Regions from separate parts of the Zea mays genome. Here regions 1 and 3 are each linked to region 2. The links are chromatin contacts, called in public Hi-C maps. All regions are on one chromosome and are shown on one strand. The core of a region is the stretch at or near the end of the contact, and the rest is flanking DNA. Distances in the headings are between cores, read along the strand shown.

Region 1 (3,833 bases), core at 657-3,156, 150 kb before region 2:
TAGGAAGCAGCTTTAAATCCCTGGGTGTTATCTTCTTCTGGTAGTTACAGCAGAAAATTGGCTTTTAATGCTATGTTTGTTGGCACCATCAGGTTCTCTCCTTGGAAAAGGATTTGCAAGATTTGGGCTTTAGGAAACTGCAAATTTTTTATTTGGCTGGCCATCAATAGCCGCTGCTGGACTTCAGACTGTTTGGCCAAATGTGGGTTGTCCCATCAGCCAGCCTGCCCCTTTTGTGACCAAGCAGTGGAAACAATCAACCATGTGCTTTCTTCCTGTGTGTTTGCCACGGAGGTTGGACTTTGGTGCTACAAAGATTAAATCAGATTGTGAGGCCACCTGATGCTGATATTAGCCTAAATTCCTGGGTGTCGAGCACCTGCATCTTTGCCTAAGGAGGCGCGGAATGCTAGTCTCCTGGGAGCTGTGGAGACATAGGAGTGTATGTGGCTTTGAGAGAGTTAAGCCGGATACACAAAGTGTGATTCAGTCGGTGGCCGCTGAAGGGCATTTGTGGTGTCTAGCTGGAGTACCACCCTTCCAGGATTTTGTCCTAAGGGTCGTGCTTGTGTGTTTATCTTTCTTTTGCATGTGTGTGCTGTATTGTTTTACCGTTGGAGCTTCTAATCCTCAGGAGGGGTACCTCTTTTCTTTCTTAATGAAATGGCACACGAAAACACAAGGAAATAATACTGATGCTGGTTCACCATTGCAACTTCTTTCAGTTTTTTTCTCTTTCACATAAATAATTAGCATGATATAAACTGTATTAAACAGTAGTAGGCAACCCCTCCTGGTCTTTTCAAAAATAATAATTAGCCTAACCTAATTTCATTGGCGTTAGTTTAAACAAGAATCCTTCGACAATACTAACATGAACACTAATTTAGTGACTCTTGTACCACAAAAGCTTAGAGCTCACAACCTGGCATCTTGCATAAGAAGCAAGGCTTCATGGGGCAGTCGATGTACACAGCCCCCTTGAACCCTGCCTGGTGCCCTGTCCTTTTGCACGCCTGCAACCAGGCACAACGAAGAACACATGAAAACCCTAGCGCGAGAAATGCATACGAAGGGAATCATAGACACTACACCATTGTAAAAGAAAATCTTTGCGACAAAGAAACTCGAAATATTGCTGAAGTGAACAGAAAAGGAGGCGCCATTACAAACCAAACGCATAACGGATAGACATTTCCCATTGGGTCCAAAGCGCAGGTAGAATAACATGTTATACAAGAAAAATAACAGCCCGTTTTTCGTATTCGAAATTAGGAATTAGGCAATAACGGATACATTGAGCGACCCTTCCTAATCCAACCCCAAATGGTCAAAATGAGCGTGAAAACGAAACGTTTTCTATCTCTAAAATTCAAGTTGGGATCCAGGCCCCAGAAATAAGCCGTCTTTCTGAACACACATGGAAGGCACATAGCAAGAACTGAACATGGGGCAAAATAGCTACAAAGTCTTGAGATTTATTGCACCGACCACTACCTTGCACACTTTCTTCAGGCTAATGGTGATCGAGCCCTTCCTTCGGCCCCTCTTCTCCCCCGCCGCCGCAGCTGCGGGTGGCTGCTTGGGCGCAGGCTCGGCAGCGACCGCTTCCTCTTCTTCCTCGTCATCGACGTCCTCTCCGGAGGCTTCGGCATCTTCTTCCTGATCTCCTTCTTCGTCGGAGGATGAGGAGGAGCTATCCATCTGCTGCTGCTCCTCGTCGGAAGCCTCCTCGACAGCGTGCCGCCCGCCTCGGCGGCGGCGGCGGCGGCGATTGTAGACGAAGTGAGCGCGGGTTGTGGGGCCCATGTGTCCCCAACAGGGTTCAGGTCTCGGGAGGCGGGAATGGGGAGACGTGGAGGGGAACGGCAGGCGAGGCGGTTGGTCTGGGCTGTGGTGGGGTTTATGAGTTCGGCGTCTGCTTAGCTTTATGGCTAATTTAGATTAACCATTTTTTCAAGAAATTTATTTAATAAAAGTTTGGAAAATCGGATTAATTCCTCTATAGTCTCCTTCATTTTTTTTTCTTCTATCTCATAGAAAAAAGGTGTATCCAAACTAGTCTAATGTTAATGTCTTACTCTAACTGTCCTAAAATATAATGTGTTTTAGACTAAATATATATTCATTAATTAACCTATAAATATGGTTTGTATGTATGTTTATATTTATTATCATTCATTTAAAGTAAAAAAACTAGAAAGAACTATATTTTGCCTCAAGGTCAGATTTTTTGTAAGAGTTTTATGATGAAAAACTTTCTATCCACGAGAGAGAGTAATAAACTATATTCAGTGAGATTAGATATCTATGACCATTTGCCTACAATAAGATATCTATGACCATTACAACTTATAACAAAAAATGTACAATATTTGTCTTAGCTAGATTTGCCAATTTTTTCCTTACTATTAATTGTGTTTACACATACTAAATTAATACTTCATGTATCTAAACTTTTAAACTAAATATATATTATTATAAATATAGTTGGTATGTATGTCTATATTTATTTGAATGCGTGACTAGAAACAACTATATTTTAGAACCATGGATAATAGTCTACATATCTACTCAGATGCCTTGATAAATTAAAAAAAACTCACCTTTCATCTTCGACACAAACAACCTGATTTTAATGCGACGTTTAGATTAAAGATGTACAGTATTATTGAAGTGAGCTGACCTGTGAAATTTGTTGCCACGATCAACTTCTCAGCACCAGGAACGGGATGAGCAGCGTCGCCTGCTCTCTCTCTAGCGGCCACTCGTGACTCGTGTAAAGCCAACAATGAATAGTCTTGCGGCCTATTCGTGACCCAACGACTCTGAACTAGCCATTCAATTATAAGGATTTCCCCCCTAAAGTGCCCTAGTAGTTTTCTTTATTCCCAAAAAAATAGATATATTTCTTCGGTCGCAAAATAAATAGTTTTAAAAATAATTTTGATACATTAAAGACACTAACAAAATACACATATATCACCATCTTCTTTTCTTTTCCTGATAATATCTTATGTACATTTACCATCTGTATAAACTCTTAGTTAGCTTCCGAGCTTTAAATTAATTTTGGTGATGTTGACAGTTGATACTTTTTTTATGATAATACTGGTTAACTCCGCAAGCACAGAAGATATTGATGCAGCACTTCGCTCAGTAGTATACTGATGTCAAATTTATATTTTAGCGCTAAGAAAGCATATGCTTAAGATGATTGAAGAATATAATTTATTATGATTAAGTCTCAAGCAATCATACGGCTTTAGTATGGAGTAAACGATAACGGCTGCTATTTTCTTTATTTGTAATATTTGTAACGGATAATGAAAGGGAATTAGACTTACACCTAGTTCCTAAATAATTTTGGTGGTTTAATTGCCCAACACAAACAATTGGACTAACTAGTTTGCTCTAATAAGTTATACAGGTATCAAAGGTTCACAACAAGCCAATTAAAAGACCAAAGTTGGGTTCAAAATAGAGAGCTAAAGGCATCCCGAGAGGCTCCCTGGTCTGGCGCACCGGACTGTCCGGTGGCGCACCGGACAGTGTCCGGTGCACCAGGGGACCTCGCGCAGAACTCCTCAGCCTCGGGAATTTTCAGAAGCCGACGCGCTATAATTCACCGGACTGTCCGGTGTACACCGGACAGTGTCCGGTGCTTCAAGAAGACGCGGCTCTGGAACTTGGCAGCCTCGGGAAATCATAACGGCTGCTCCGCTATAATTCACCGGACATGTCCGGTGTACACCGGACTGTCCGGTGTAACAGCGGGGCAACGGCTACTTCACGCCAACGGTCGCCTGCAACAGCAATTAATGCGCGCCAGA
Region 2 (3,724 bases), core at 649-3,148:
CGTGGCACGATTATCTAAATTGAGTTTGGGAGAGAGAGAATGAAGATACATATGAGGAAAAGAGATGTGGGGCGCCATGGAAAGAGGAGACATCTAAAAAACCAACTGGATGACAATAAATCAGTAGTGAGGGGAAGAAGCCTATGTGAGGAGAAAAACACAAGGACATACTATTCTAGATCCAACCATTGCGTCTAACTATTAGCTAGGATTCAAACACCACTGGGAACATTATTAGTTATCCATGTTTAGGTAGCTATAATTTTTAGCCAATTCTAATGATTAGTTCTAGTCCATCCAAATCGGTTCTTAGTCCAATTAAAGTTTACATGGTCAAGTTTAGACGACTAAAGTTTAGTGTCATGTTGTTTGGAAACATGGAATAATAAGAGCGATTAACAACTAGTTAGGCTAGACCCAAAATTACTCCACCTCTTAGGTAGCAGTAGGTTTAAGGGAGGATGGAGGACATGTTAGGGCAATCATATTTTAGTGGTGCTTGATTGAGTGGCAAGATGGACGGAGTCATCCCTAAATGGTTATATATTTCCTTTAGATTTGGTACATTCACCTACAATTAGAGGAACTCAGACATCCTTCACAACCAAGTGTTAGTGTGCTTTCCTCTTCTTCTCGTAGGCTTGCCTAAATTGGAGCTCGTAGAGGTGGTTGCCAGAGATGGCATGGAGCTCTAGTGTGAACCCTTAATGGATCTAGTGCAAGCTCCTGCAAGGATCACTGCAGATAGCTCCTTTAGGTGGAGGAAACCCATTGGGGCAGATGTGGTGGAGCTGATCGAGAAATATATGGAGCTCTTGCGGGTCAAGGTGATTGAGGATGGGCAGATGTGGTGAGTATGCCCAAGGATGGCATGGTTGGCCAGAGGAGGGCGAACATGTGTGATTGACAACGACAGGTGGAGGTAGCTTGGTGACTAGAGGTGGGTTGCCATCCATGGAGGTGCATGGAGCAGGTGTCAAGGGCCACATCAATGACGACTATTTATGTGCTTGGAGGCTGCGTGGCTAACACTAAGACCCCCATTAACATCTAGTGGTGGAGCTTGATCTAAGATGGAAAGGACCATGCATCAAATGTCACTAGGTTATGAAAAAATCAAGATTATTTTCAAGTGCAATAAGATAATGAGAAACAAGATTTGTGCGGAATCATATATAACACAGGGGTTATGCCCATGTTAGCTTAATAGCTTATATTACATCCGTTCTCGAATATTTGTCACCCGCTAGTTCATTTTTTAACTAAACCGAGACAAATAAAAAAGAACGGAGGGAGTACTAAGTTTTGCCCCTCCTAACATCAGAGGCAAACTAAAAACAATAGATAACATATAGTTTATTACCATGATGTCTATTATATGAACCAAATAAAAAACAGAAACACTTCCGCTCTCTCAAAACCACGTAATAGGTTTATCTGGTTCAACCCATTTAGTTAAACTAGACTAAATTTTAGCCCCCATCCTAAATTAAAAATTATTTTACCTATTTATCAGATTCATACAATAATTAATGTATTTCTTTTATATATATATATATATATATATATATTCATACGAGTATAGACATAAAAAGCTAGAGCTAAAACGACTACTATTTTAGATCGGAGAGAGTAATAATTATAAAGCCAAAGTTTAATCCAGCGATCCAAAGGGACGTAGGTTTTCAAGAATTTGCCGAGAAAAAGGCACTCCTGTATTTAGCAAGGTGGTCAGAACAAAACCATGCTCAAACTGCACACTTACACATCACCGAATATTGTATGGGAAGAGTTCAAGATCGCTGGTCCCCACTACTCCCCAATTATTTGCAAAAAAACCGCAATTTGGCCGCCGGAAACCATTCGCTCATCAAGGCGAGGAGATGAGATCTTGCAGCGGAGAGCATATGCCTACAAAGTTCTCACCCCAGCTGGTTCCCTCCAATATTCCCCTCCGACGATGGAATATCCCCGCAGTTCCAACCCAGGCCCGCCTTCTTCATCGTCTTCAGTCCTTCTCCCGCTTATATACGCAACGGCGACCTCGCCCTCTTCCTTGCTCGTACAAATCATCACACGCAGCCACGCAGGTAGAACACAAGCGCCGTGCACGCTTGCGCAAGCCCAAGGATTGCCGCTCTGCTCTGTCTCCTCCGGTGGCCGCAGGGGCAATGGCGATTGGCGGGAAGGAGGTCAAGGATGACCTGGAGGAGGCGCCGCCGCCGGTCCTGGACGAGGCCATGCGGCCGCGCCGCGTCGCGCTCTTCGTCGAGCCGTCTCCGTTCGCGTAAGCCTCCTCGTCGGACCCTGCTATGTTGTTTCCATTTTTTTTTCTTGGTGCGGGTTTTGTCAGGGTTGGTTCTTGTGCGCACTCTTGGCTGGATCCATGAGGTTATCCCCAGACCCCGGGAACGGCGAAGGTTTTCACTCTGACTGAGCCCTGAGTCGATGTCCTTCCAAGCTCTCTATTGTTTGCCGAAAAAGTTTGGATCTTTCTTGGGAATTGGGATTTGTGAAGAGTGGATAGAAGTGGATTAAGATTTCAGCTAATTTAATGCCACGATTAAGAACGAAACTAGCTGAGCTTAGTAGAATTCACGAAGAAAGACGAATGAATCATAATGGTCAGTTATATAACTTGTAAGGTCTGCCAGAAAAGAAGCATATCCTAGACTGTTTTTTTCATGAGAATGCTCTCACTATTGCAACTAACTCTGCGTCTTGGTGTCTGCAGATACATCTCTGGGTATAAGAACCGGTTCCAGAACTTCATCAAACATTTGCGAGAAATGGGGGACGAGGTGCGTGTTTTACTGTCATTTGGTAAGGTCGATATTAGAGGGGCAGCAGATTAGTTGGTGTCGATTAATTTGGTTTAGTTGTATTCTTCAGGTCATTGTTGTGACCAATCATGAGGGAGTTCCCCAAGAGTTCCATGGCGCCAAGGTTATAGGTTCATGGAGGTAAGTCTTCCAGGATGCTTGTGCCAACTTCTGTCTTAAAATATCAGTAGCAGTTCAGGCAATATTTTATGAAGGCCTGAGTTTTCTTGTTGCTGTTCAAACAATGAATTGAGAATGCCTACTCTGTATAAAAGCTGCCACTAAGAAACATTTGCTGCGCTTCTACTCCGTACGAAGGAGAGACTTTAATCCAGATCATAACTATACCTTACCTAAAAGAATAATATGCCTTGGAACTGTTCCTTATGCTACTGCATCGAATCGTCTGGTTTCAGACTTATTCATTTAATTAGTATAACTGAATTAATAAGTGAGCACAAGTACAATAGCTCGTCTATTTGCCAAAACAACAACAACAAAACATTTTAGTTCCGTATGAGTTGGGGTAGAGTGCGATAGCTGAGTTGATTAGGTGGTCTGAGTAGCACTTCTCAAGTCCTGGGTTCGATTCCCTGTGAGAACGAATTTTCGTGTTGTGGTTTAAAAAATTTCCTCGTCTCACACCAAATCACAGGTCTAAGGTCCGGTCACGGTATGGGCTACGGTGCCATTGTGTATGGGTGGGACATGGGTTTTCTCGATCTGCGTGAGAATGTATTCTTAATATAATGTCGTTGGGGCGGTCTTACCCCCGCAGGTCGAGTTTTTTTAAGTTGAGATAGACTAGAGTTAAAATTCAACCGAAACCAGTAGTCATGGTTAAGACACATGAATAGTTGTTTTCCATGCACTCCTAATCAATGCTAAATCATTGATATATT
Region 3 (3,497 bases), core at 333-2,832, 170 kb before region 2:
TGTCTATAAAAGAGCAAACTAAAGGGAACTGGTGTAGTGATGAATATACAATTATCTACCTGAAAAATGTTGAATCAGCCTCGGTTGCGACGGCTTTTGCCAAGTAAGACTTTCCTGTTCCAGGAGGGCCATATAAAAGAAACGCCCTCCAAGGCCTCCGCTTGCCTAAGGGATAGCATTCTTCATTAGTTCATACTGGCAAACAAACCATTCAAAATTGAAAATAAATTTTTACCAGGTCAATAAATTCTAGATTTGAATCAAGTAGCCAGTCATAATCTTTGGTACAAAACTAGCAGAATAATCATATGAATGCAATTGTGCATATATTCTTAAAATAGCATGTTTGATCCTTTTGAATTTTGAATTGAACCATCTTTCAGTTCACACTTTTTAACATGAAAAGGGGTTGTTGTTTTAATCCCAGTTGATATCGATATTCTGTGTAGGTAATTTAACAGTTAGCAATGCTCTTGAAAGGTTTACCAACCGAAAAATAACCTAAGTAGTCAAACATATGGCCTCTAGAAATGGTCTCGCCCAACAACATAAATCATCATGTAAAAATGAAAACAAAAAAATCATAGCGCCGGTTATCAATCAATCAAATATTCGATAATCACTTTCGACAGCAAAAGATGTTTCGTTATTCGCTACCTAACAGTGGATAGTTGTATCAACCCTAGCTCACCCCCCATCCAATTTAACAAATATAATAAAGATCTGCAAAGCCTTTGCGACCCCATAGCAAGGCACCATAACGATTACAATCACGAAACTTTTATCAGGATCAAAGAATAAAAAGAAAAAAAAAAGGATAACCCGTAGCTCACCCGTGAAGAACTGTGGGAACTTGACCGGCAATATGACGGCCTCCTGCAGAGCTTGCTTGGCGCTCTCGAGGCCAGCAACGTCGTTCCACTTGACGTTGGGCTTCTCGGTGATGATGGCAGAGTTGAGCCCCGCCCTGAGCTTGGACTGCTCGGAGTCATCCCCTCCGTTGCCCCCGTCGCCGTCCTTGCCCTTGGTCTTGGGGCGCGTGGCGACGGCTGCGTCACCTCCGTTGGCCCCCGGCCCCGCGCCGCCCTCGTCGAGGACGGCCCGGATCTCCTCGGCGCGGCGGAGGTACTCGGTGAACTTGGCGGTGATGGCCTCCTTGATCTTGGGGTTCTTCTCGTACTTGAGATGGGTCTTGAAGTACTCGAGCGCGTTCATGTAGAGAGGGAACGCCTTGACGTAGTTGCCGGCATTGTCCTCCTGGACCGCCTGCTTGACGTACTCGATCGCCTGCTCCTTGAAGTTGCTATACATCGGGGTAGGCCCAGAGGCGCCGCCTCTGCGGCGGATAGGAGGGGGGATCGGCCGGATTGGGCACCGCAGCGGCTGATTCGGGACGGGAGGGGAGCGGAGGCGGCGGGCGGTTGATTTGTGCTGGGGTTTGACGCGGTGAGGAGAAGACGGGGTGCGCAGGAGGAAAGGGGAACGAAGACGAGACGAGACGAGGGAGAGGAAAGGAAAAGATGGGAAGGGAGAAGCGTGTTTTGGCTGCGGAGAAAAAAGAATAGGTGGCATTCATTTGCCTATCTTTACTGTATGATGGTGATGCTATAGGCTTAACGTATAATTTTGTTTCATTAAACCGTATAAAGAATATTAGAGATGTATCTTAGAATTGCCAGGCAATCTCAAACCAACTCGTGGTTTTTCATGATCCAGGCCCATTTAGCAAGGATTTAGTTGCTTAACGTTTACATAGACGAACTAGTCAGACTCTTTGCGGTAGAAATGTCTTTTTTATTGCTAGATCTAACTATAAGTGGGTTTAGTAGATAATTTCTCAAACTACTTTTCTCTAGGTACATCGGAATCTCCAAACAACCCAAAACTACGTCTTACAGAGAAACTTAAGAATCACGTTCTTCAAAGACTAGGATTTTGAATGAACAAGAAATATTTCTCAGATTTACTTGAGAATTAGAAACCGTAAACCTATAATTCCCCTAAGAATCAGAATAGATTTGTCGGGGACCATAATTAGGGGTACCCTCAAGACGCCTAATTCTCAGCTGGTAACCCCCATCAGCATAAAGCTGCAAAGGCCTGATGGGCATGATTAAGTCAGGGATCAGTCCACACGAGTGACTCGATCACGCTTCACCCGAGCCTAGCCTCGGCCGAAGGCAGCCGACCTCGAGAGACTTCCGTCTCGCCCGAGGCCCCCTTTTTATGGCGGACACATCACCGGCTCGCCCAAGGCCTTGGCTTCGCTCAGAAGCAACCTTGACTAAATCACCACACCGACTGACCAAATTGCAGGGGCATTTAACGCACAGGAGGCCTGACACCTCTATCCTGACACGCGCCTCCAGCAGAGCCGAGGTGACCGCCGTCACTCCACCGCTCCACTGGCCAGTCTGACAGAAGGACAGCGCCGCCTGCGCCACTCCGACTGCAGCGCCACTCGACAGAGTAAGTCTGACAGGCAGTCAGGCCTCGACAAAGGCGCCACGGCAAACTCCGCTCCGCCCGACCCCAGGGCTCGGACTCGGGCTAAGACCCGGAAGACGGCGAACTCCGCTCCGCCCGACCCCAGGGCTCGGACTCGGGCTAAGACCCGGAAGACGGCGAACTCCGCTCCGCCCGACCCCAGGGCTCGGACTCGGGCTAAGACCCGGAAGACGGCGAACTCCGCTCCGCCCGACCCCAGGGCTCGGACTCGGGCTAAGACCCGGAAGACGACGAAACTCCGCCTCGCCCGACCCCAGGGCTCGGACTCCGCCCTGGCCTCGGCCGAACGACTTCCGCCTCGACCGACCCCTTGGCTCGGGCTCGGCCACGGCAACAGAAGGCAGACTCAACCTCGGCTTCGGAGGAAACCCCACGTCGCCCTGCCTAGGGCACAGACCGCCACGTCAACAGGAGGCGCCATCATCATCCCACCCCGAATCGACTCGGGTCACGGAGAACAAGACCGGCGTCTCATCCGGCCAGCTCCGCCAGAGAGGCAATGATGGCGCTCCACAAGCTCTATGACGACGGCGGCCCCTAGCTCTCTTACGGAAGCAGGACAACGTCAGCAGGGACTCGACCGCTCCAACAGCTGTCCCTCCATCAGGCTCCGCCGCACCTCCAACAGCCACGACATCACGCCAGCAGGGTGCCCAGATCTCTCCGGCTGCCACATTGGCATGTACCTAGGGCGCTAGCTCTCCCTCCGCTAGACACGTAGCACTCTGCTACATCCCATTGTACACCTGGATCCTCTCCTTACGACTATAAAAGGAAGGACCAGGGCCTTCTCAGAGGAGGTTGGCCGCGCGGGACCGAGGACGGGACAGGCGCTCTCTTGGGGCCGCTCGCTTCCCTCACCCGCGTGGACGCTTGTAACCCCCCTACTGCAAGCGCACCTGACCTGGGCGCGGGACGAACACGAAGGCCGCGGGACTTCCACCTCTCTCACGCTCGGCTCCGGCCGCCTCGCCTCTCCCCCCTTCGCG

Evidence for each region. Hi-C and Micro-C count contacts between places; a contact is called where the count stands out from the background.
Region 1: a Hi-C map of ear shows a contact between it and region 2, with 2.5 times the contacts expected there. The contact joins the promoter of LOC100381699 here to the promoter of LOC100277683 in region 2. A contact is called at or near these places in 6 of 25 Hi-C or Micro-C datasets (ear, leaf and tassel) and 2 of 3 datasets of contacts at active chromatin or transcription factors (leaf and seedling).
Region 3: a contact with region 2 is called in a Hi-C map of ear, with 2.5 times the contacts expected there. The contact joins the promoter of LOC103634814 here to the promoter of LOC100277683 in region 2. A contact is called at or near these places in 4 of 25 Hi-C or Micro-C datasets (bundle sheath, ear, endosperm and 1 more).

What each region holds. Positions count from the first base shown.
Region 1 is chr8:14,026,000-14,029,832 of Zm-B73-REFERENCE-NAM-5.0, forward strand. LOC100381699 (DNA damage-binding protein 2) reads right to left here and starts at 1,907. Exons shown (of 11, transcript XM_008657404.3): 1 at 1,498-1,907; 2 at 926-1,016. The coding sequence starts at 1,809.
Region 2 is chr8:14,180,492-14,184,215 of Zm-B73-REFERENCE-NAM-5.0, forward strand. LOC100277683 reads left to right here and starts at 1,899. Exons shown (of 11, transcript NM_001151186.2): 1 at 1,899-2,287; 2 at 2,735-2,801; 3 at 2,893-2,963. The coding sequence starts at 2,172.
Region 3 is chr8:14,006,970-14,010,466 of Zm-B73-REFERENCE-NAM-5.0, forward strand. LOC103634814 (protein SUPPRESSOR OF K(+) TRANSPORT GROWTH DEFECT 1) reads right to left here and starts at 1,583. Exons shown (of 8, transcript XM_008657403.3): 1 at 834-1,583; 2 at 60-165. The coding sequence starts at 1,572.